Regions from separate parts of the Gossypium arboreum genome. Here region 2 is linked to region 1. A link is a contact called in public Hi-C data. All regions are on one chromosome and are shown on one strand. Each heading gives the region's core, a stretch centred on a gene start, on an enhancer-like site or on the middle of the called end of the contact. The rest is flanking DNA. Distances are from core to core; before and after follow the strand shown.

Evidence for each region. A called contact is a pair of places that touch in the nucleus more often than the background predicts.
Region 2: a Hi-C map of leaf shows a contact between it and region 1, with 3 times the contacts expected there. The contact joins the promoter of LOC108457077 here to the promoter of LOC108454119 in region 1. A contact is called at or near these places in 2 of 5 Hi-C or Micro-C datasets (both in leaf).

What each region holds. Positions count from the first base shown.
Region 1 is chr3:67,046,576-67,051,259 of ASM2569848v2, reverse strand. It overlaps LOC108454119, which reads right to left and starts at 1,927. Exons shown (of 10, transcript XM_017752444.2): 1 at 1,554-1,927; 2 at 1,410-1,479; 3 at 1,189-1,256; 4 at 965-1,026; 5 at 775-856; 6 at 445-678; 7 at 164-292; 8 at 7-68. The coding sequence starts at 1,604.
Region 2 is chr3:67,647,870-67,652,553 of ASM2569848v2, reverse strand. It overlaps LOC108457077 (phosphoethanolamine N-methyltransferase 1-like), which reads left to right and starts at 2,445. Exons shown (of 12, transcript XM_017755899.2): 1 at 2,445-2,791; 2 at 2,980-3,104; 3 at 3,406-3,543; 4 at 3,622-3,759; 5 at 3,945-4,088; 6 at 4,212-4,322; 7 at 4,416-4,557. The coding sequence starts at 2,779.

The DNA of each region.
Region 1 (4,684 bases), core at 678-3,177:
ACAAACCTAGTTGTTTCCTTGTAAATCCTATATGCAGCAACATTCCCGAATTTCTTGTCTGCAGACTCCTGTGTCCCATACATGTAATATAACATCAGTTAAGCAGATTGCAAAATTGTGGCAAAATATTACAATATAAAAAAATGAAGGTAAGAAAACAAACCTCGAGCAATGGTAGGCCACTAACAAAAAGAAGCAGCAATGTCAGAAAGATTGGCCCAAGAATCACCAGCCATTCAGCACCTTCAAGTATAGGAGTAGAGGCAACGAAAATTCCCCACCAAAGAAAAATCTAGCCAATATTTGTTAAGAATCATTTGGAGGAATTATTTATCAAAGGAAGGGATCTTAGAATAAATCAAGCACTAGTAGTAGCTAGAGTCATCTAGGGAAGCAAAGCAACCAGATGCATAACTGGTGACACTGGGAAATCATGATGCTCACCTCACCAAAATAGTTTGGATGGCGAGAGTATTTCCATACTCCAACATTGCACCACTTTCCTCTGTTTTCAGGGGAATTTTTGAAAGAAAGCTTTTGCTGGTCAGCTGCAGCTTCAAAAGAGATACCCACTGACCACATAATCCACCCTATGATGTCTTCAGCCCGAACCGATGGATCTCTATCACTAGCATTAACCACGGTTACAGGTAAAGACACGGTCCAGACCCAGACAGCCTGCAATGCATGTAAAGATTGTGGTGCAGTAAAGTTTATTAGATGTCACACTGATAAACAGCAAAGAAATGGGTGTGATCAGACAGATAAGAAGACCTGAAATATCCAGAAAACTGCTAATTTCCCCAAATTACTGCGCATCTCATCAAAACGTCGATCCTCGCCCCATTGCAAAATTCTGAACGCATTTCACATGATATTGGTAATCTTTCAATTAAATCATCAAATATATATAAACAAAAAAAGAAAAGGAAAAAATAGTTAATAAAATTTCATACTATTATACCTCATCAATAGAAAAATTGCCAAGCGTAGCCCCCATATTACTACAAGCGAAGTCAATACTACCTGGAAAGCAGAGTTGCAAAATCAGTACATACAAACAGGAGGTGCAAGAACAGTATAAATGAGCTTTAAGAACCATCTAAAATGAGTCAACACCTAACAGATGAAGAACAGTTTAAACCAGTGAAGTTTGAAGCAAACTTTTACGCAGTCAATCCAAATTACCTGACGAAAATGCCATGATCCTTTAATTATCAGAGTCAACACAGCAATTATAACAAAATTCGTGCTTCCTGAGCAAAAGAAAACAAAGACGATATCATTTAGAAACCAATGAATTCACATTTGAAGAATTGTATGAATTGTTATATGGGTCTTTACCTTTCCTATGCTCTAATAAAAGTTTAAAAGAACAATTAAAGAAGCTAAATTTATGGATGAGGTACCTGCAAAGTCAGTGACTTTATCGAACTTGAGAAGAGCAGTGATTATAAAGAAAAATATTTGATATCCCAACTGCACAAGCAAAACCCAAAATAAATCAAACATCAATTATTTTGGAGGGAGAGAGGGAGAAAATAAAAACATACAGTTACAATGGCAGTTAGAGCTAAGAAATGGGAATCTAAAACAGTTGCCATTTTGTTTGATCGGAAATCCTGTTTGCTTATTCTGCTTCCAATTTGTTTTGCTTCTGATTAAAGCATAGGCTTAAGAAAGGGGTGTGGTAACGGGCGATGGAGGAAGATCAAACAAAAATAATTAAAATAATAAATTTAAGAATAACAAATAAATATTCAACCATAAATAAATAAACCATTATTTGATCCCATTGAGAAATGCTTCTTAAATTAAATGAATTCCCACAACCCGTTAAACAAAAGTAATATTGCACAAAAAAAATAATGAAGAGAAATTTATATAGGCTAATTAATTACATCCAAATAAGAACTAAATTTAAACTAAATTTAATAAAATTTAATTAATATATAATAAAATTAAGTTTTAAATCGATTTCAATATAATTTAAATTCAATTAAAATTTGAAACTTATCATTTTCCTTAATAATTTTGTCTAAAAATTTTGATTCGTATCATTTTACTAAAATTATTATAACTTAAGATCTCAACTCGAAATTAAGTGATTTAAAATATATTTTAAAATTAAAAATAAACCTTTAAATGCTATGAAAAGATATTAATTCAGAAATAATTAGATCTCAACCAAGTCGAATGATTTTTAAATTTAAAAATTAATAGCCTTCATAAATAAAATTTAATATTTTCACTCCATGTATCAAAATTGATTTGCTTTTGTAGAAGGTTTATAGCCGTACTGTACGGGTGGCTATGAATGAAGTTAGTCGTGGACGGTTTATTGCCGTACGGTGCGAGTGGCTATTATTTGAACAGCAATTCTAAGTGCTTATGGATATGAAATGTACGTATACCGTTCAAAACTTGGGTTGCGTGCTTGCTTCAATTTCTTACACCCTCCTTTTTAACTCCAAACCTGTTTCCAAAGCTAAAAATTTATAATTACTCCTAAATTCCATTTCCAACCCCAAATATTATATGTCCAAACTCTCATGTTACTTTCCAGCGAGGTTGAAACTCAGGGCGAAGCCAGAAAAGAATTTTAGGAGTTGAAGAAAATTTTAATTTTTTATAGTTTATATATTTATAATTTTTAAAGTATTAAATTAAATTTTTATAATTTTAGGGAGATCAAAGTATAATTTTATTTTTACTAATTTAAAATTTTAAAAAAATCTAAAAGGCCTAAATGAAAATTTTTCATTTTAGGGGGGCCGGGGCCCATGCCTGCCCCCTGATTTCGCCCCTGTTGAAACCTTTCTGAAATTAAATTATAATTTTTATAATAGTAAAATATAATTTTATTATTTTAATAGTTTATATTTTTATAATTTTAAATAATTAATTAAATTTTTATTATTTATAAAGGATGAACATGTAATTTTATATTTTAAAATTTTAAAATTTTTACAATACTTAAATAAAAATTTTCTATTTTTAGAGTTGAGACCCAGCCCTTAACTACACCTCAGCCCACATGCTATTGTTAACTTTCCATTTGCTAAAAGTCATTTTTTTCTTAGAATAAATTACATTATTAGTTAGTAAATTATAATTATGTTTTAGTCGCTAACAAAAAATAAAATAAAATTTGAATATTTAATTATTTAAAAATTTTATTTAAATTATATTTGGAAAAAAATTGATGTAGATAATACTTAATAGAAAAAATCATATAACATTAATTTTAACAATTCGATTACTTAAATAAAAATTTTTAAATAGATTAATAACTAAAACAAAAATTATTTATAATTTAATGACTAATGATATAATTTACTCTTTTATTAACTTTTAAGTTACATTTAACTAATTATATGATAATTTCAATTAGAATGAATTATTAAATACAGATTGAGGATGCCTCCACCATGCCTTCTGTGCGTTGGCATCTAAAGGGTTTTTATCCCAATTTTCAAAACAAACGCAGTGGACTTGGGGCTAAAAATAGAATTCCACAAAAGGGTATTGAATAAATAATTTAACTTAAACCAATTAATCAGAATAAATTTAGGAGAATTTACACATAAATTAAATAAGAGGAAACACACAAATTAATCGAAAGGGGTAGGCGGTGCACACCCCTTCCAGGATCCCTGTGTGCTGCTTATCGCATCACAAATGGGTTTATTACTATTTTTTATTAGGTTAAATTATATGTATTATTTAATTTATAAATTAATTCATATAATTTTATTGCCCAATAATTTATTTTTATTCCTAAAATATTAATTAATTAATTAATTAATTAAATTAATTTCTTTAATTAAATTATTTTTTCAACCAAATTCTAATTCAGTTCGAGTCATGAAAACTTTAGTACACTAGAATCTATAAGAAAACAAATTTAATTATTTATTCAATAAAACTGCTATTACTAATTAATTTAATTTTCATATTGAACTCCAATTATTTAATTATAAATAATTAAAAGTTGTGAAGAAATTATGCTATAGATTAGAAGTACAAGGCCTCTAATGAAATAATACGAAACTCAGTTTTGATTTGATACTAAATATCCAAAAATATAAGCATTTTGGATATAAGGACTAAAATGAATAAAATGCAAAGTATATTTAATTGATGTGTTTATCATATGATTGAGTGAAAACTAATACTATTTTTATGACTGATTTATCGTACATAGCTAAAAACGATGTCGGGCCATCTCAAGACAAAGGAAAGATGAAGGCCGTAAGTGAGTAGCTATTGTTGAAAAAAATTCGATTCAAAAACGATTTTCTTGCACAGTAAAAAGTTAAAATTTTAAAAATCGAGCCGATTTGTGATATTCATAATAATAAATTTTCTTGAAATTGCACTTGTGTTTTTGGCTAGACGAATTCTTGCCATTCCTGGATTTCAACTGAACGGCTTTCTCCGCTATTCTCGTACCACAATCTCATGAAAGCAAAATAAATTCAAAAAAATGACTAAGTTAATAAAATTAAGTTCATTTTAACAAGTCCAAGAGCATCAAAAGAATAAGTCAAACTAGATAAATAATGTCAAAATAAATCAAATAACCACATAAAACTCCCTCTATCTTTTTGGATGTAAGAGCCATGAATATTTTTCTCATCAAGCTTTTTGCAATACAAAAACAATATAAAAATTTAAAATT
Region 2 (4,684 bases), core at 1,196-3,695, 600 kb before region 1:
AAATAATATTAAAATAACCTACACTAATAAGAGTTTAAAAGGAAAACTAATATTAAAAAAAAAACTACACTAATTGGAGTTTAAGTGAAAAACTAAACACATAGTTTAATTGGGAGAGGAAAAGCCAAAAAGTACAAGGCATAACTCCACATGGTGTAAGCATGAATCATCAACCTTGTCAAATAGAATGTCAGTTATTAAAACGATATCTTTGAGCGCAATGGCCACTTCCTCGTAAGGAAAATGAAATGTAAAAGTTTCTGCCATCTATATTTCCCTCAAGGTGGCAACCAAATCCAGAATGACATTCAATTTTGCCATCATAGATGCAACATATAAACTAGAATCCTTAAGGTGTTATCAAATATGATGATTGAGCTCCATAAACTATAAATTGTAATTGATTCGAAGAACTAGGTCCAGTAAAAATTAAAGAAAATCACAAAAATAAATAAATTTTTCATAAATATATTAAAATTTTATATCATAAAAAAAAACCCAATTAAAAGTTACCCAGTCAATTATTGAACAATTGAGGAGACAATAGGTTGCCATGTATGGAAAGCAATCATTTGTTTCTTTAAACCAGAAAATTGGTGTGTGTGTTCCAAATTTCATTTCAAAAATAAACCTTACTGGCAAACAAGTTTCCAAGGATTAATAACACATTCACGCGGAAATTCGAACCCATTTAAAAGAAACTTTTGATAAATATATAGAGGTTGGACGTGGGGTCTATTTCATGTTATTTTCATTCGCAACACCTGTCCCAAAGCTTAACCATTTGTTCACTTGGAAATTGGAATTCATGTGATATTTGAGAGGATTATATTTAAAATTTAAACTCAAAATAAAAATTGTGGTGCATATTTAAAGTAGACTCAGCATTCAGCACAATAATTCTTTTTAATTGATTATCCCCTATTTTAATATTACTAAGAGAAATAAATCTTTTTCTATGTTTTTAATTTAAATTTATAACACAACAATTTATTAAAAATACAATCTCTTTTATTTATTTAAAACAAACTTTATTTATATAGGTATATTTATGTTGGTCTAATTTATAAGCTTAAAATTTTGTTTAAATAGCATAAATTTGTAAATAATTAATACAAATTCGTTTTAAATATATTTATATATTTTAATTTTTATAAAAATATAATATTTTAATTTAATATTTAATATTTAATATTTAATATAATTTTTATCAAAAATATTAAATATAAAAGCTTAACATATATTTTTTAATATTTACAGTACAATATCGTCATATATTATTATAAATTAATTTCATGTAGTACATAAATATATGAAAATTTAGAAAGAGATTCATCAATACGGGTGTAAAACTATGCAAAATTAAAGTTATTCAAACGTGTTTGTGTATATATATATTGTTTAAACACATAGTTTGAAACTAATATTTTCATCCAAACTCTACCCTTATCGAATGAAATTTTGGACAGATGACACTATTAAGCTATTTTACTGCTTGATTTGTCGTCACACTTTGACCATTTGTGGAGTTAAAATTTATTTGGTATTTGAGAGAATTTGATTGAGTTAGAAAAATAAAATTTTAATCACATTGTATTCATGTAATGTATCATATGATTGAAAAAATAAACATGTTAAATTAAAAATTTTGATGAAACTACCAACAACAATAATAATTAGATTAGAATTTTTAAATTGAAAATAAAAAAATTAAAATTTTAACTTTTAAACTAAAATCTCAATTTTATACAAATTTAAGTACTAAGAGCACATTTTAACCCAAATTAAAAGTAAAATGAGCTTTTTAAGCATAATAAATTCTTTTATACCATCTCTAAACTAATTATAGGCTTTAGCTAATGAAGTCTTGGTTCAATTGGCAAAGGCGAAGCCCTTGAGCTTTGATTATTCTAGTTTGAGACTAATCATTTGCAATTATATGCATGAATCTCGAAGTTCCACTATGTGCAACTATCATGAGTTTAATTTAATTTGTTAACTATGCCAATTCTTAATATGATTGTAAAGTAATAGTTTAATTTTATTTTGTGATTGACAAAATATCTTACATATATTTTTATAATATTTATACCACTTAAAAAAACTATAAAATTTAAATCTTAAAACGAGATATTAGGAGCTTAAGCTTTTTTAACAAAAAAATGATATTAATAAAATTTTGAACACTATGGAGATAATAAGTTTTTTAAGAAAAAATTGATTGAGTCAGTTTACATTTGTGGCAATGGATTCAGTGTTAGTAATATATATATATTAAGCAAAATTAATACAGTTGAATGTAAATAAATTTGGATTCGGTTATACAAATCAGTATTTTTACGATTTTCTGATATTGATTTGATTTGATTTGTTTTGTCGTCTACCTAAACAGGCCTTAGATTTGTTAACATAATGCATTGATCCGACCCGACCCAAATTATAATCAGGTCTAGCATTTCCCCAGCCCTTACTCTATAAAAGGCGAGATGAAGCATTCTCAGTTTCCCGCACCAGAAGCAGTAGAAATTGGCAATTGCTGTGTGTGAGAGAGAGAGTGAGAGTAATAGTAGTATCAATAATTTGGCTTAGGTTGCATCTCTGTGTCTGATGCAACAGAGAGGAAGGACTAACAACCGTAGATCAAGGTCTTTCTCCAGATCTCGGCTTGCTGTCGAAGGATTTTAGTTCCCCTTTTCACTCCCCATTAAAAAATAAAAAAAATATCTTAAAAAAAAATCAATTCCTCTCAGAGCTCACTAGAGATCTTCTCTGTTAACCATGGCGGCTAACGGTGAGATCTCCACCTTCATATTGATCATTTCTTGCGTTGTTTTTTTCAACTTAGAACCAAAGGACAATTGGAATGGATTGACATTGTTTAATCAACATTTGCGAACCCACACATGGATCTCTCATCGACCTTTAACTAATATTTAAGAAGAAAATTTAAAATTTGATTGTTCTGTAAATTATATATAGGATTTGTAGGAGATGAACGCAAAGTTCAAAAGAATTACTGGATTGAACACTCGGTTGATCTTACGGTGGAGGCTATGATGCTCGACTCCAAAGCCGCTGATATTGACAAAGAAGAACGTCCCGAAGTAATATTTCCTTTCTTCCTTCCTTTTTGTTTTCTGCATTGTTTATTTTTTTCTTCATTAAGTTAATTTAACAAGTTCATTTTTAACTATATTTACAGTTTTAAATTTATTTCCTTTTTGGCTTTCATATTTAAGTAAAAATTGTTTATCTATTAATATCTTCAGTTGTTATCATGAAACCATAGTTTAATGAGCATTTATGCTTATTATTGCCTTTTAATTGTTGCTGCTGTTCTTTTGTACTTAATTTTAAACTTCAGTTGTTATTTAGATTCCTAAATTTCATTGTTGATATTTGCAGGTGCTCTCCTTACTCCCACCGTATGAAGGGAAAACCATTTTGGAACTAGGAGCTGGCATTGGTCGATTTACTGGTGACTTAGCTAAGAAGGCTGGTCATGTTATAGCATTAGACTTCATTGAGAATGTTATAAAGAAGGTCATTGAAACTCAACCTGACAGAAAATTTTTAGTTTGCTAATTAATAAGGGACTTGACTGGATTTCATTAATTGCAGAATGAAACCATCAATGGGCATTATAAGAACGTCAAATTCCTCTGTGCGGATGTCACTTCCCCTGATTTGGCTTTTACAGAAGGATCATTGGACTTGATTTTCTCAAACTGGCTGTTGATGTATCTCTCAGATAAAGAGGTGATTTTTGTTGCTTCTTCTTCAATAACATGGAAAAAAAAAAAAAAGAGAGTTCTTAGGGGCAAATTAGCTATTGATTTCAATTTTTTTTTACTTGCTGAATTCGGCTACCCCATTTTTGGCTTTCAAATTTCTAATAAAGCATATTTTTGAGTATATCTGTCTGAAAGTATTATTAAATGCAGGTTGAGAATTTGGCCGAAAGGATGCTCAAGTGGTTGAAGGTTGGTGGGCATATTTTCTTCAGGGAGTCTTGCTTTCATCAATCTGGTGATTGCAAGAGAAAGAACAACCCAACTCACTATCGCGAGCCCAGATTTTACACTAAGGTTTTACTTGAACTTATCTTTGATTAGATGTCATGTGACCTGAGGACTGAAATATGTATGAAACAAAGTGATCTAATCTTTCTTTCATATTCAAACATACGTTTTTCATGTATTATAACACAGGTCTTTAAAGAATGCCAAGCAACTGATGATTCTGGAAATTCATTTGAACTTTCTCTTGTTGGCTGCAAGTGCATTGGAGCTTATGTTAAGAACAAAAAGAATCAGAATCAGGCAACAGAAAATGATCTCATTGATTAGTATATATATTTTGTTGTTGAATTTTAAATTTACTGACAAGGTGCAACATATTGTTTGCATATTCAGATTTGCTGGATCTTCCAAAAAGTTGTTTCAGATAATGATAAGGGATTCCAGCGCTTCTTGGATTCTGTTCAGTACAAATCTAATAGCATTCTCCGTTATGAGCGTGTCTTTGGACCAGGATATGTGAGCACAGGAGGAATTGGTATCCTTCTTCAACGAAATGTTTTTATTTGTTCTACATCTTTTATTAAAGGAATTTGTTACACATAAGTACAGAAATAGGGAAGGAAAGATGAAACATGCATGTTAAACAGTAAAATTTTCTCACT